Regions from separate parts of the Oryza sativa genome. Here region 1 is linked to region 2. The links are chromatin contacts, called in public HiCAR-type maps. All regions are on one chromosome and are shown on one strand. Each heading gives the region's core, a stretch centred on a gene start, on an enhancer-like site or on the middle of the called end of the contact. The rest is flanking DNA. Distances are from core to core; before and after follow the strand shown. Region 1 holds the start of LOC4344329 (probable lysophospholipase BODYGUARD 4). Region 2 holds the start of LOC4344298 (protein ENHANCED DISEASE RESISTANCE 4).

What was found. HiCAR-type assays count read pairs that join an accessible place to other places.
Region 1: a HiCAR-type map of leaf shows a contact between it and region 2, with 2.8 times the contacts expected there. The contact joins the promoter of LOC4344329 here to the promoter of LOC4344298 in region 2. A contact is called at or near these places in 1 of 15 Hi-C or Micro-C datasets (seedling) and 1 of 4 datasets of contacts at active chromatin or transcription factors (leaf).

The regions. Positions count from the first base shown.
Region 1 is chr7:29,339,838-29,346,207 of ASM3414082v1, forward strand. LOC4344329 (probable lysophospholipase BODYGUARD 4) reads left to right here and starts at 3,952. Exons shown (of 4, transcript XM_015791082.3): 1 at 3,952-4,381; 2 at 4,468-4,811; 3 at 4,900-5,096; 4 at 5,194-5,796. The coding sequence starts at 3,952. The coding sequence ends at 5,554. LOC4344328 (nuclear pore complex protein NUP214) reads right to left here and starts at 3,490. Exons shown (of 18, transcript XM_066312074.1): 1 at 3,065-3,490; 2 at 2,767-2,984; 3 at 2,319-2,487; 4 at 1,433-1,582; 5 at 679-803. The coding sequence starts at 3,275. LOC112939602 (a long non-coding RNA gene) reads left to right here and starts at 6,212. Exons shown (of 2, transcript XR_003243361.2): 1 at 6,212-6,370.
Region 2 is chr7:29,084,122-29,090,718 of ASM3414082v1, forward strand. LOC4344298 (protein ENHANCED DISEASE RESISTANCE 4) reads right to left here and starts at 3,384. Exons shown (of 3, transcript XM_066312053.1): 1 at 2,117-3,384; 2 at 714-913; 3 at 1-612. The coding sequence starts at 834. LOC4344299 (serine/threonine-protein kinase AtPK2/AtPK19) reads left to right here and starts at 5,501. Exons shown (of 7, transcript XM_015791281.3): 1 at 5,501-5,694.

The DNA.
Region 1 (6,370 bases), core at 2,702-5,201, 260 kb after region 2:
GGGGATTAAGGTTGAAGAGAGAAATGGTTGTGATTGGTTGAGATGAGGGAGTAGGTGAAGAAATTAAAATTGGGATGGTTGTGATTGGTTGAGGTGGGGAAGTAGGCGACTAGGCGGAGAAGTAGTAGTATTTTGGGACAAATGTCAAATGCCAAAGGTAGTTGTAACATTGGATGAAGGGAGTACCAAGTTCAAATCATAGAAAGTATCAATATACAGCCAATTCATAACAGCTCAAAAGCCTCTTAAATTTTGGCCAGTAGACACGGTATGGATCAAAGGATTCATCCACTGAATTAATGCCAAGGATTATGTAGCATTTCAATATATTAGCACAACTCATACATATATGAGCACACAAGTATGCAGATGCACGTGGTTATGACAGAATGATGGAGATGAAGGCTACAACATTCAGAAAATGGTGATGAGTTGTTCCTCTCAAACCGCTCCTCTCTTCTTTGAAGACATAATTTCCATTTGCTGAAATATATACAAATATTGCCATCACAGCAATATGAAAATATGCGTAAAACTAAATCCTTGATTATTTAAGGTAGCTTGTTTCATACAAGCATATGATAAAAAGGAAACATCGTTTTCTAAAAAAATAAAAAATAAATTTCATGATATATAATCTACACAGCAGAAGCAACTGGAACTAAACGACAGACTAACCTCAAAAAATGTATTTCCGCCGCTTCTTATTACTTGGACAAGATAACCCTCTTCATTGCCTTCTTCATTCAATCTTACAGAACCAACAACAATACTGTCATCGCGCACCCACCCAATCGAATCCACTGATAAAAAGAAAACATTAATAACAAATCAAAATGATCACCTACTTAACACAGTCCAATGCATTTGACTGTGTGCCTGCAATGATGGCAATAGAATAATAAAAAAATGAATAAGATGACCTTGAGGAAAAGAGCATAAACTTCATAGAGCATGGAACAAATCTTGAAACCCATGTTCACCCCATTAGTCATTTTTATTCTATAAGTGGCGATCATATTTGTGGGTTGTGTTTTTCTCACATATTTTTGGAAAATAAGAAACGGGTATGTTTAGCATGTCTGTGTACTGTGACGCTAAGAGTAACAAACCATGTGCTGCTCATGAAGTTTAGGCCTGAGTAACAAGCTTACTTGTTTCATTTACCACAGAATAGAAAACAATTTTACGAGTTTTACGCACTAGGACGTAGTGAGCCAATCAATATGTCCTAGTGTGTAATAGTGCTAATAGTGCTACCAAATTAAGCCTGGTGATGATTGTATCTGTTCTAATAGTGCTACCATAAACCATTTCGTTTAAAAATGTGTGAATAATAATAACTGCGAAGAACTTGGAGCAATTCAATAATTCATCCTGTAACTGGGGAATGGAGATACAGGCCACAAAAGAAAAACTGAATGGTGCTTACCTTTGATGCTAGCATCATCTGAATCACTATCATCAGACCATAGCTGGAACAAGAGGGGCATGCAACATATTTCCTTAAAATCTGATGATAATATGTTAAGTGTATTCTTTTTTGAAAGAACAATGTGAGTCCCTTCCTTGCAGCAGTCAACTGTATACATTTCAAAACGATGGGAGAATTCAGTTCAGAAACTAGTATGGTGGTGATGGTTAACTTCAATTACAACAATGAATCATTGATCAAGAAATATGCTATGCTAGCACATAATGGCCAAGGAGTGTGCTAATGACTAAAGGCAGGAATGCGCCAAAGATAAGTACTCAATATGGCATCATCCTTTTTATACAGCCCACAACAAAAATCAATCTAGTTTGTCTAGCTGTCTTCTGTAAAGACTAAGCATTATAGAAAAAAGATGACTCATAGAAACAAAGATCTGTCGAATGAACTTGCAATACCCACAGAGAGATATATGTTGCAAATGAACGATGTTCTTGTAATTTTCATTCACAATAATATAGGCTATAGCATCAATAAATTAATGGTTCTTACCATCTATGATCCAAATATATACCATTTACAAACCAATGCATGTTTAACAACTGTACAGATGCATTTCTAAAACAAAACTACAAAAAGGATCCTAGAACATGATCTCCTATCCAAAACAGTAACACGACGAAATAAGGTTTTCAAGTATTGAACTTCACAACAGCCAATAACAAATAAAATTTACTTTATAAGGTGTGAATATTGAATATTTGAAATATATTGGTGTATGCTATATCTCACATCTGCTTCAAGAAAGTTTCACTGGAATTTGTAACAGTTAGTCATTGCATAACATTGTGCCTCAAATTTATTAGGAATAGAAGAAGCCACAAACCAGCATCAACATTTTCCATTATGTCCTTCAGACCTTCCCCCAGACTTCCTTGAGACAGCAACCCGTCTTTCGAGAGTACAATAAAGGCTTTGGAAGCATGATTTAGCCACTTGAAATCTTTCACAGTGCTGGATCCTTCCAAGGTACATGATGACAGTGGTTCCACATCCTATGTAGCATAATTGTGAATAGCATGAGTAGAAGATACATGAGCAAAATTACTAGATGTATAAGAGATCCACGAGGTCAAAGTGCAAATAGACATGGGATACTGAAAACATTCACTGACTATAGGTCATTATCGCATAAACATTTCTGTCAGATATTGTTATGTAAAATGCAGCTCAGTAGGATATATATTAAAAAAAACAATTCTCCGGTTCTAATAAGTTGTGCTGGCCCTGTGGTTGAAATTTATCATCGACATGAGGGAAGGAGATGAGATAACCTTGTCTGTGAGCAGGGAAGAAGCCGAGAAGAAGTGGATCACACTGCCTGCGCAGGCAGCAAGCACCGATTCATCACGGGAGAGTTCGAGGAGAGAGACCCCGGGGAGAGGGATGTCCGCGACGCAGCAGTCCCGTGCGCAGCGGGTGGTCGACTTGCCCTTCTCGCGCGCCTCCTTGCTGGCCTCGATCAACGCCTTGGTCGTCGCAGCCATAAACCCTGGAAACACGAGGGGAAACCCGAAGCGGTGAGATCGAGATGGGAATGCCCTGGTCCGTCGCGACTTCTCCGTGGCTTACCGTTGGGGTGGGCAAGGAAGACCGCGGCCCGGCGGTTGGAGACGGCGAGCGGGCGCGAGGGAGGCGACTGGAGGTCGAAGAGCGGGAGCGGCGAGGAGGTGGTAGGGAGGAGGGGGATGGGGTCGCCGGCGAGGCGGAAGACGAAGTCGGTGGTGCCGTCCTCCTCGCCCTCGACCTCGTCGGAGAGGTCCAGCTCCCGCGGCGGCGCCATGGCCCCCCACCGGTGGTCGGAGGAGCCTAGGGTTTTGGGCGGGAAGCGGGACGGAGACGGCGCGGCGGCGAGGGAGCAATAGCAAATGGGGTTTCGTGAAGCGAGAGCGCTAGTAGCGGAGGCCTTGGCGTGGAGTGTAAGCAGAGCCCAGCAGCGTGGCCGGCGGGCGGGCGCACGCGGCGGAGGGGAGAGGGAGAGGCGGAGGCGGCCGCTTCGCTTGCCGGCGGTGATGGTGGTGGCGCTGAATACATGGGCTCTTGTCGTTGCCCCGTGGGCTTAATTGGGCCTTCTACTGGGCCGTCACATATATTAATTTGGACTTCTTTTTATTGGGCTTGACCTTGACGGTGAGTAAGAACAGAAGGCGCATGAATTTCAAGGAAAGCTACCGGAGGCGAGAAAATTCCGGCGATGTCGCGACGGTGACACGGCGACCGAACACAAAGATATCGCCGGCAAACTCACGCAAGCACCGCGCGACCGACGAACGGCAGGCGGAACCGCGCGAACAGTCGCTGCTTCCTTTTCGTCTCCACCTAGCGACGTGGAGCAACGCCATACACACGCTCCCATCCGCACGCGCATTTCCAGCCTTACTACTCTCTCGCACCATCGTCTTCCATCCGCCCATCTACCTCCCTCCTCCGTCCACCCTAACTACGGCGGGTCGCCGGCCATGCTCGCGTTCGCGGTCATCGTCTCGCCTTCCGCGTGGCCGAGAGCCGTCTCCTCAGCTTTCGCGGCGGCCGTCTTCGCGTTCCTGGACGTCGTCGACGTGCTCCTCTGCTTCGTGTACGGCTTCCTCGACGCCGTCTTCGAGGACAGCCCGGTCAGCTGCTACTGCCACGGGAGCCACAGCGCGGCGGCGCTGGACGACGACGACGAGGTCTCCGACACATTGTACCACCGGCGGAGCGCTCTCCGAGACGCGCTGATGGGGCTCGTCAGAGGCAGGAGCGGCGGCTCGCCGGAGACGGAGACGGAGCGGCGCAAGGGGCGGAGCCCGAGGTGGTCGGACTGCGGCTGCGATTCGTGCCGCGCATGGCAGCGCCACGACGACGGCCGGCTGCACTTCGTCGCCAACCAACCGCCGCCGCCGCCAAACGGTCTCAACCGCTTCCGTTATTTCTGTTACAATCCTTTCGCTTTGCCGTGTCGGCGACATTAACGTTCGCGAGCTTAGCTTTTGCAGATGGAGCAGTGACAACGACGCAGCAGAGTGGAGAAGAAGACGCCATCTTCATCCACGGCTTCACCTCGTCATCGTCGTTCTGGGCAACAGTGTTCCGCGAATCATCCATCCTCAACAACTGCAGAATGTTGGCGGTCGATCTCCTCGGCTTCGGCAAGTCTCCCAAGCCGGCAAACTGCATGTACAGACTGAAAGATCACGTCGAGATGATCGAGCGGAGCCTCATCGATCCACTCAACCTGAGCTCCTTCCATCTTGTCAGCCACTCCATGGGCTGCATCATCGCCCTCGCATTGGCTGCCAAGCACCCAGAACGAGTCAGATCAATCACACTGATTGCACCGGTAAGTACAGTACATATATATCTGAAGAAGAATCAGTGAGAGCTCTGAATTTAATTAAGGAAATATCGATCCGTTGCTTTGGTTGTAGCCGTACTTCGGAGCATGCGAAGAGAAGGCGAGCCAAGTGGCACTGAAGAGACTGGCGGAGAAGAAGCTGTGGCCGCCATTGCAGTTCGGATCCGCAGTGATGTCATGGTACGAGCACATTGGGAGGACTGTCTGCTTCTTGGTCTGCAAAAATCACCTGCTCTGGGAGCGCCTCTTCAGGCTCATCACAGGAAAGAGGTAATCACATACTAGGATTAATTCAGAGTTCAGAAAACAAAGCTCCTTTTAACTAAGATTGATTTTAAACAAAAAAAAATGTTGTTGCATGCTGCAGGGATGTGGACTTTCTGCTGGGTGATCTGACGAAGCACACGCACCACTCGGCGTGGCACACGATGCACAACGTCATCTGCGGTGGGGCCATGCTGCAGGACAGGAACCTGGAGGCCGTCGAGGCGGCCGGCGTCCCGGTGCAGGTGATCCACGGCGGCGACGATCAGGTGGTTCCGGCGGAGTGCGGCCGCCACCTCAAGGCCAAGCTTCCCGGCGCCGAGCTCCGACTCATGGAAGGCTGCGACCACAAGACGGTGGTTTTCGGCAGGGAGAGGGGATTTGCTGAGGAGCTCAGAGCATTCTGGTCCGCGTCTCATCAGAATAAGCAGCTAGCAGCATCTGCATCAGGGTGGGCAGGTTAACGGATGTTGATTGTTGGTGTGTAGAATAATGTCTGATATGAAATCATGATGTAGCATAGAGAAATTCAGTCCACACTTTGAAATTACTGGTACTACAATTTTTAGAGATTAAAGACTAGGGTGAATCCATCGACACGTTTCTTTCGTCAGAACAGTGTCCGTATATTGGAAAATCCTTTTCTAGCTCGTGGATTGGCAGATTAATCTTTGAATTTGCAAAGGGGACTTGACTGTTTCAGATATAAGCACTCACTCTTGTTTTCATATTATAAATCATAATATAAGTCGGTTTTATTTTTTTTCTATTCAAATTTTATTTAAGTTTAACCAAGTTTATAGAAACAATACCAAATGATTTAATATTTTTTTGATAGTATATTTGTTTTGTGTTAAAAAGAAGTTACTATATCTTTCTACAAATTTAGACAAACCTAATAAAAATTGACTAGAAAAAAAAGTAAAACAAATTATAATATGAAACTGAGGGAGTTGATACTATCGACGACATGAAGTTTGGCCTGACAAATGTTCATACCCCCATGTGGCTGTTAACTGGGAGATATAGATTCCTTTCCCGATTGATCAAAGCGCACAGAAATTAAGTCGTGCATATAGTTCAGCTACATTTATTCTCCGATCGCTTTCATAGCTTTTCCTTTTCTCATCGATCGAGCTGATTGCTGCTTCGCGTACGCGCCTAGAAATACAGCACGCCCCGTCGACCCGGGGGGTTGCAGATCGATCGGAAGCTCAAACGCACGCTAGCTACTGCAGGCACACCAAGCTGACGAACGACAACATGAGCACCACCGGAAG
Region 2 (6,597 bases), core at 2,134-4,633:
GTGATCGACGCGCATGGCCATGAGGAGGACTCGTCGCCGGATCATCCTCCCGTTTCAACACAGCCGGTGCAGGTTGTGAGTCTGGGGTTTGAACTGAACTTGGTGGAAGCTCGACGACATCGCGGCGTGGAGATTGGGATGTTTCCTCTGAACTTTTCTTGCCTTCAGCATCAGATTCAGTCTGGTCGCTTCGTTGAACATCTTGCAGTTCGGTGTTACTGTCTTCTCTACTCTCTGAAAATTGCACCTTGCCTTCAGATGCTCTGTCACTGCACTGTGCATCAGCTGCAGTAGCTGCATCTCCTCTTGTGAGATCTTCAGAATTGCCAACAGCTTGCTGACTGGTACTCTGAACATGCTCTTCCTCCTTCTCAGCTGGCACCACTCGCTCTGGCTCAGGAGCATTGTTCCTCGCCGACACGAGATCATCAGTCTCGCGTCGGCTTGTCATGTCAGCTCCTTGCTGCCCACTGCTGATTTGAGCTTCAGGAGTGGATCCACTGGTGCTTGCAACATCACTGGAGCCCAGGTGCTTGCTGTGAGGAGGCAGGCCACTCCCCAAAGAGGAGGGAGCACTGATCACCTCCTGTGAGTTGCCGGTGCGGTTTTTCGCTGCGTAAAAAAAGCAACAAAATCCGTCAGAGACTGACCAAAAGGCAAAAATCCAAGATCAAATTCTCGATCATGAGCAGTCATGGAGCTTGAATTCTTACCTCGGAGGGTAGTGCCGCATCCACCGCATTGGTACACCGGCGCGCCGGTGGGCTCCTGAAGAACACTGAAGCATTTGGGACACCTCACATGGCGAACCACTCTGGCGTCTGAGATTGCCATGAGCCGACAAGGCCACAGAACATCACTCGCATGCAGCAAAAGGTGTATCCGGCAGGTGCTAACCGATCAAGCTCGATGTCTGTGTTGGGAGACAGTTACAAGAAAAATACTCGTCAGTGTTCTGCTTCATCGAATCTGCAGTTTCTGACGGAAGAAGAGAGGAAATCCAGGAAATTTGTACTACTTGTGTGGAATTTTGTTGACTGATAATATATACTAATACATAGAACTTAGTTTACATGCGAATACAATAGTAAAGGAAAATGCCCGGTAAGCCTTAAGCACGTAAGCATCAAGAAGCGACATGTATGTTTGAACTTTGAACTGTTCGTCGAGGGCATTATGTAATTTTCTAAATTTAAAAACTAGTGGTGTATCAGAACTCTGATGATGTCATTAGTCCTAATTAACACAATAACTATAGCTACTAGTAGTAGTGGAGTACTATACAAGACGAAGTACAGGATTTAGACAGAATCTTCCTCAACAGAAAGTCACGGTTTTTGTGTGTGACCACGCACACAAGGTGTAAGCCACAGCAAATGAACGAACAGAACAGAAAGAGCCGGCTATTGGACACTACAAGCTGGTAGAAGATGCTTGCCCATTTCCAGTTAATTTCCAAAACCCTTGGTAATCCTAGGTACGTTATCTTTCGCATGATGAAAAACAATTAAGAAACCAAAAAACATTTCTGAAACCTTAAGAGAGAAAAAAAAAAGAACTTGCTGAGCTGATGCCTAAAAACTTGAAGTAGATGAAGAAAGCAGAGGAGGAAGAAGACAGTCGGGTACAGGAGCACCCACTCACCTATCTTTTGTTTTTTTTGGTTTCTCGCTTTCCCCTTCAGTTCCAGACGCTTCTCCTAGCTCCTGCTTCGATCTCTCCTGTTCCCAATCCTCAGAAACTACTCAATCCGATCCTCAAGCTCCAAATTTCCAAAATCAATCCTCAGAAGCTCCACGCTTCTCCTGCTCCAACTCCAATTCTTCCGGCTCTCTCTCAGATGCAGAGAGAAAGAGAGAGAGAGAGAGAGAGAGAGAGAGAGAGAGAGAGAGAGAGAGAGGGAGAAGAGACAGCTCCAATTCTTGGCAGTTATGGGTGCAGTGACGCCAGGAGAAACGATGCTGATATATATAAATAAAAATGGGAGCGTCGTGTGAAGAGGAAGGAGGAAGAAGCAGCTGAGGAAGCAAGAAATGATGGGGTTTGGGGTGATGTAAAAATGAAGCGGCGTGGTGGAGAAATATTTATATGCGATGGGGTGGAGAAGAAGTCTGACCGCTTCCGCGATAGCGAGTGGCTGGCTTTGGACTCCTCCTCCTCTTGGAGAAGAAGAGGAGGGCAGGGAGGGCCAGGTCGTTTGGTGCGACCGTGTCGCCGACGCCAGTCGCGAGTGCCACCGCGTCGTCATATCCAGCGCCCGCCCGCCGCTGCCTGCTGCTGCTGTGGCCTACTGGCTCGCTCGCTCGCTGTGGACTTCTGGATGCCACCGTGGCTACTGGCGCGCGTGTAGAGCGAGGGTTTTCTGGATGCCTCATGACGCGTGTGGTGGGGTAGCGGGAGCGGTTGCCGTCACGCGGCCACACGGCACGCGGCGCGGATGGGGAAGGGATCGTGCGTGCGCTGCCTTGTATCGTCTTTTTCTATGCCCTTTTCTCTGGCTCGTGTAATCGTACGTGTTGGCGGCTGCAGACGAGGAGTAAGGCCATCCACAATGGGTAGCCTCAGAGCGTGCCCCTGCTCACGGCGTCCGCCTCCCGTCCGCACACCGTGCCCTTGGAGGGGGGGCGCGACCCCCACGAGGGGGACGGCCGGCTCGGGCTCCTCCAATCTCCTTTTCCTGAGGCACGGCTCGAAGGAACCCGTTGTGGCGACCTCGGTGCCCCATTCCCCGCCTCATTCCCCTGCATTTTCCCTTCTTGCCCCCCCCTCTCTCACCTGGGCGTGGTGACGGAGCCGGCGCGGCCTCGTCGGTGTGGTGGATGGCGACGAGAGAGAGAAGCGGCGCCGGCCAGATCTAGCCCACCGGCAGCCGGATCTGGAAAGAGAGGCGGCAGCTTGGACGCCATCGGCCACCGCACCGCGCTCCTGCTCCCGCTCCCGCGCTCGCGCGCCGTCCAGCCTCCCACCGCTCGCCGTCGGCCAGATCGCCCCTCGCGCCGCTCGCCCGTCGACCAGCTCTCCGGCGTGCGCGGAGACGGGCGGCGGCCGGCGGCAGCCGAAGGGCGCGGAGGGAGCAGCGACGAGAGAGAGGGAGGGAGGCAGCCCTCCTTATCGCCTCGCGGCCGCCGGCGACGAGAGAGAGGCGAGCAGCGAGAGGGAGACAGAGAGGCGGGCGACAGCGGTGGCTGGGGAGAGAGGGAGATGGATGCAGGGCTGGGGATGGCGAGGAGGGAGGCGGCGGCGGTGGCTGGGGAGGGCGAGGAGGAAAGCGGCGGCGGCGAGCGGCAGGGGAAGAGAGGAGGGAGGTGGCGGCGGCAAGCTGGGAGGAGGCGGCGACGAATGGGCGACGAGGATAGCGATAAGAAGAAGCTAGAAGCCAAAAGTGGGGGAGGAAGAAAAGAGAAGGAAAAAAAAAAGAATGAGCTGGGGAGGGGTATTTGGGGATTTTTCACCTGGGACTCCATTGGGCCAAGACACCCATTGTGGGCTATAGTACTCTCACCGGGTTGTTTTAGATTTTGAGGAACCCATTTAGGGATACCTTCTATTGCGAATTGAGTTTCCTACGAGTGTCCTCAGTTAGTGAGGATACTCTATGAGTGTCTCACATTGTATATGTGAGTACTCCTACTTTATTCTCCTGTTTTAAACAGGTCAAGAAAATAAAATTGGTTAGTACGAGAACTATTTATTTGCAACAAATTGTACTAGTGTGTACCAACTGGAGTCCGGAATCGTGTGCATAGCACAGACAAAGCAAGTTTTGCAGACACACGCAATCATTAGAAAAAAAAAACGCCGCGGCCAAACAGAACAGCAATAACCGCATGAAGCATGTTCCTTGCTTAAACAAAGAAGAAAAGCGCAAGCATGCCGTTTCACATCCATACGTGGAGCAAGCGAGCTAGAGAGACCAACCCACTTTCAATGGGCAGCGATCACTTACACGAGGAAAATAAAAAGGCAACGATATGTGTATGATGGTCTTTGACCTCGTGCAGAGCTAGCTAGCTCTATCTATCTCTTGGCATCGTACCTGTGTACTATAGGACTATCTACGTGTGTGCGCAGTGAGCATAGAAAACGAAGTGCCGTTGATAGTTTTGGTCGTGATGTTGTTGCCGCATGCCGGTGCGACAAATATCACATAGGAGGCTCAGGAAGGCATGGACCGATGGACGGTTCGGCCAAATGAATGAGCCGATAGCCACAGCGTTCGGCTATCATGATCATGAAACGAAAAAGGCGTTTCTTGGCTGCAGGTAGGCACCGTCGGTGTACACATGGCAGCTAGAGCGGCTCGTTCTCGTACGGCCTCGTACTAGTACGCAACGTACGTGTGGCCGCGGGCGGCGCCGGTGCCGGCCGCCTCTGCGACTGCACGGTGCGACTGTGCGAGCTTCACCAACCTGCAGCTATCGACCTACTTCTCCTTACCAACCGGTTCGCGCGCGGCATGGCACGAGGAAAAATAGTTTTAATTACTTGTTTACTAGTATCTTTTCTAAAAGAAAAAGAAGATAGATTAATGTGCAACATTTATATAAATTATAACAAACATATAAATTAGACTTTAATAGTATATGTATATTCATCTTTTTTATAACTTGTAAATGCCGAATTTAAACTTATACTTCCTCCGTCCCAAAATATAAGGGATTCTGGGTGGATGTGATACTTCTTAGTACTACGAATCTGATTAAGAAACCTGTTAAGATTCGTAGTGCTAGGATATGTCACATCCACCCAAAATCCCTTATATTATGTGGCGGAGGGAGTATGTTTTTACAATAATATATTAGTACATACTAGTAATATACTCCTTCCGTATTTTAATGTATAACGCCGTTGACTTTTCGACCAACGTTTGATCATTCGTTTTATTTAAAAATTTTGTGTGAATATGAAAATATTTATGTCATGCTTAAAGAACATTTGATGACGAATCAAATCACAATAAAATAAATGATAATTATATAAATTTTTTGAATAAGACGAATGGTCAAACGTTGAAAAAAAGTAAACGGCGTCATACATTAAAATATGGAGGGAATATTTCTTAAAATTAAGTACACGAGTGTACGTTCACTGAGTTTTCCTACTCCTATATGCTTTCCTAGCGAATACGCCTATCAGGATAGAGGTGAAAGTGAAACGTGAGCGGGGCCCAAAGATGCTGGGCTTGGCGACTCGGTTTTCCGGCTCTGAAGTGACGGTTTTTTACGCGCCAATTCTCTCGCGCGGATCACAGAAACACGCGGGCAGATAGAGAAGAGAAAGAGACCCGGCTGCGACGAGTCTAACTGCCAACCTGGCAGCACTTCCAGCAAGCGGAAGAGGGTCGGTCATATTTATCCCATAATATGGCTAATTTTTTTTAGAAAAAAAGGGAAATGAGTAAACGACCTGGCGGCGCGGTTAGTCGGGCCCACCACCCACCCACTGGGGAGTGGGCCCTCCCTCCCGCATACACGTTGCAGCTGGACGCGGCGTTCACACCAACTCAACGTGCGCCAATTCGGAAGGAGCACCCATCTTTCCCCTTTCTCCTTCTCCTCCTCCTACTCCCAGCCGCTCACTCGAACCCCCCCCCCCACCTTCCTTGCCGCCGCTGCCCCGAGGGCGCGGGAGATAACCTCGCCGGAGCACCGCCACCGCCGCTGTCGATCTTCTTCCCCGAGGCAAAGCCAGGAGGTCTCTACCTCTCTCTCTCTCTCTCTCTCTGAATTCGTCGCCCCGTTTCTCAGCTTGCTTTAATTTGTGTGAAATTTGAGTTGATCGATATTGCTTCGTGTTTCGGTTTCTTGATGTGGATTTGGTCCTTTAGGATGATTCTTCTCCCTTTTTTTTTGTCAGTGGAAATGTTGTGCTTTCCTCCCGCATCTCATGTGCTTCTCCTGAATGAATCCTAGGGTTGATTTGTCGAGCCAGGTTTTCCAGTTTTCCATTTTTGTTTTGAGCAATCGGTTAAATTCAGGTCGGAAGGGAGCTCCCCTACCGCCGATTCCTCAAGCTTCTTACATTGAACAGATGATTTCGATGTGGAGATGTGGTTGGGAGAGGGAGAAGAGCTTGTGCCTTTTAGACTGAGCTTTGCATGCTTAATGGGAATATCAATTGGATGAAAATGATCCCTGATCGGGACACCATTCTCGGTTGATTTTTTGTTCAGGCGTTCAGCAAAATGCTGGTAGCGAACTATTGTTTATGAATTATGAGATTAACTAGGGATTAGTGTGTACAATTATCAGTAACAGGAGGCGTTGACCATCATAGTGTAGCTACGATGACCATCATAGTGTAGCTACGATTATAGTAGATTCTTGAGCTAATTTTTAGGCTGAATGCATAGTCCCTGCTTTATTAGAGGTAGGACATTGGTTGAAGCAGGGCGGAAGCTTTTTACTCTAGAAATTTAGAGGTAGACTTTATGAATCTAAAGGTCAACTGGAACCCAAAGGTTTAGGTTGTAAAGTTAGATGCTCTTTGATTGCTTTTCTATGACTCTAATATGTGCATTCTGATAGACTGCAACGGCCAGCTGACTGGCATTTTTTACTTTGAAACATATTTCTACTAGATACTGTGATTGATTGT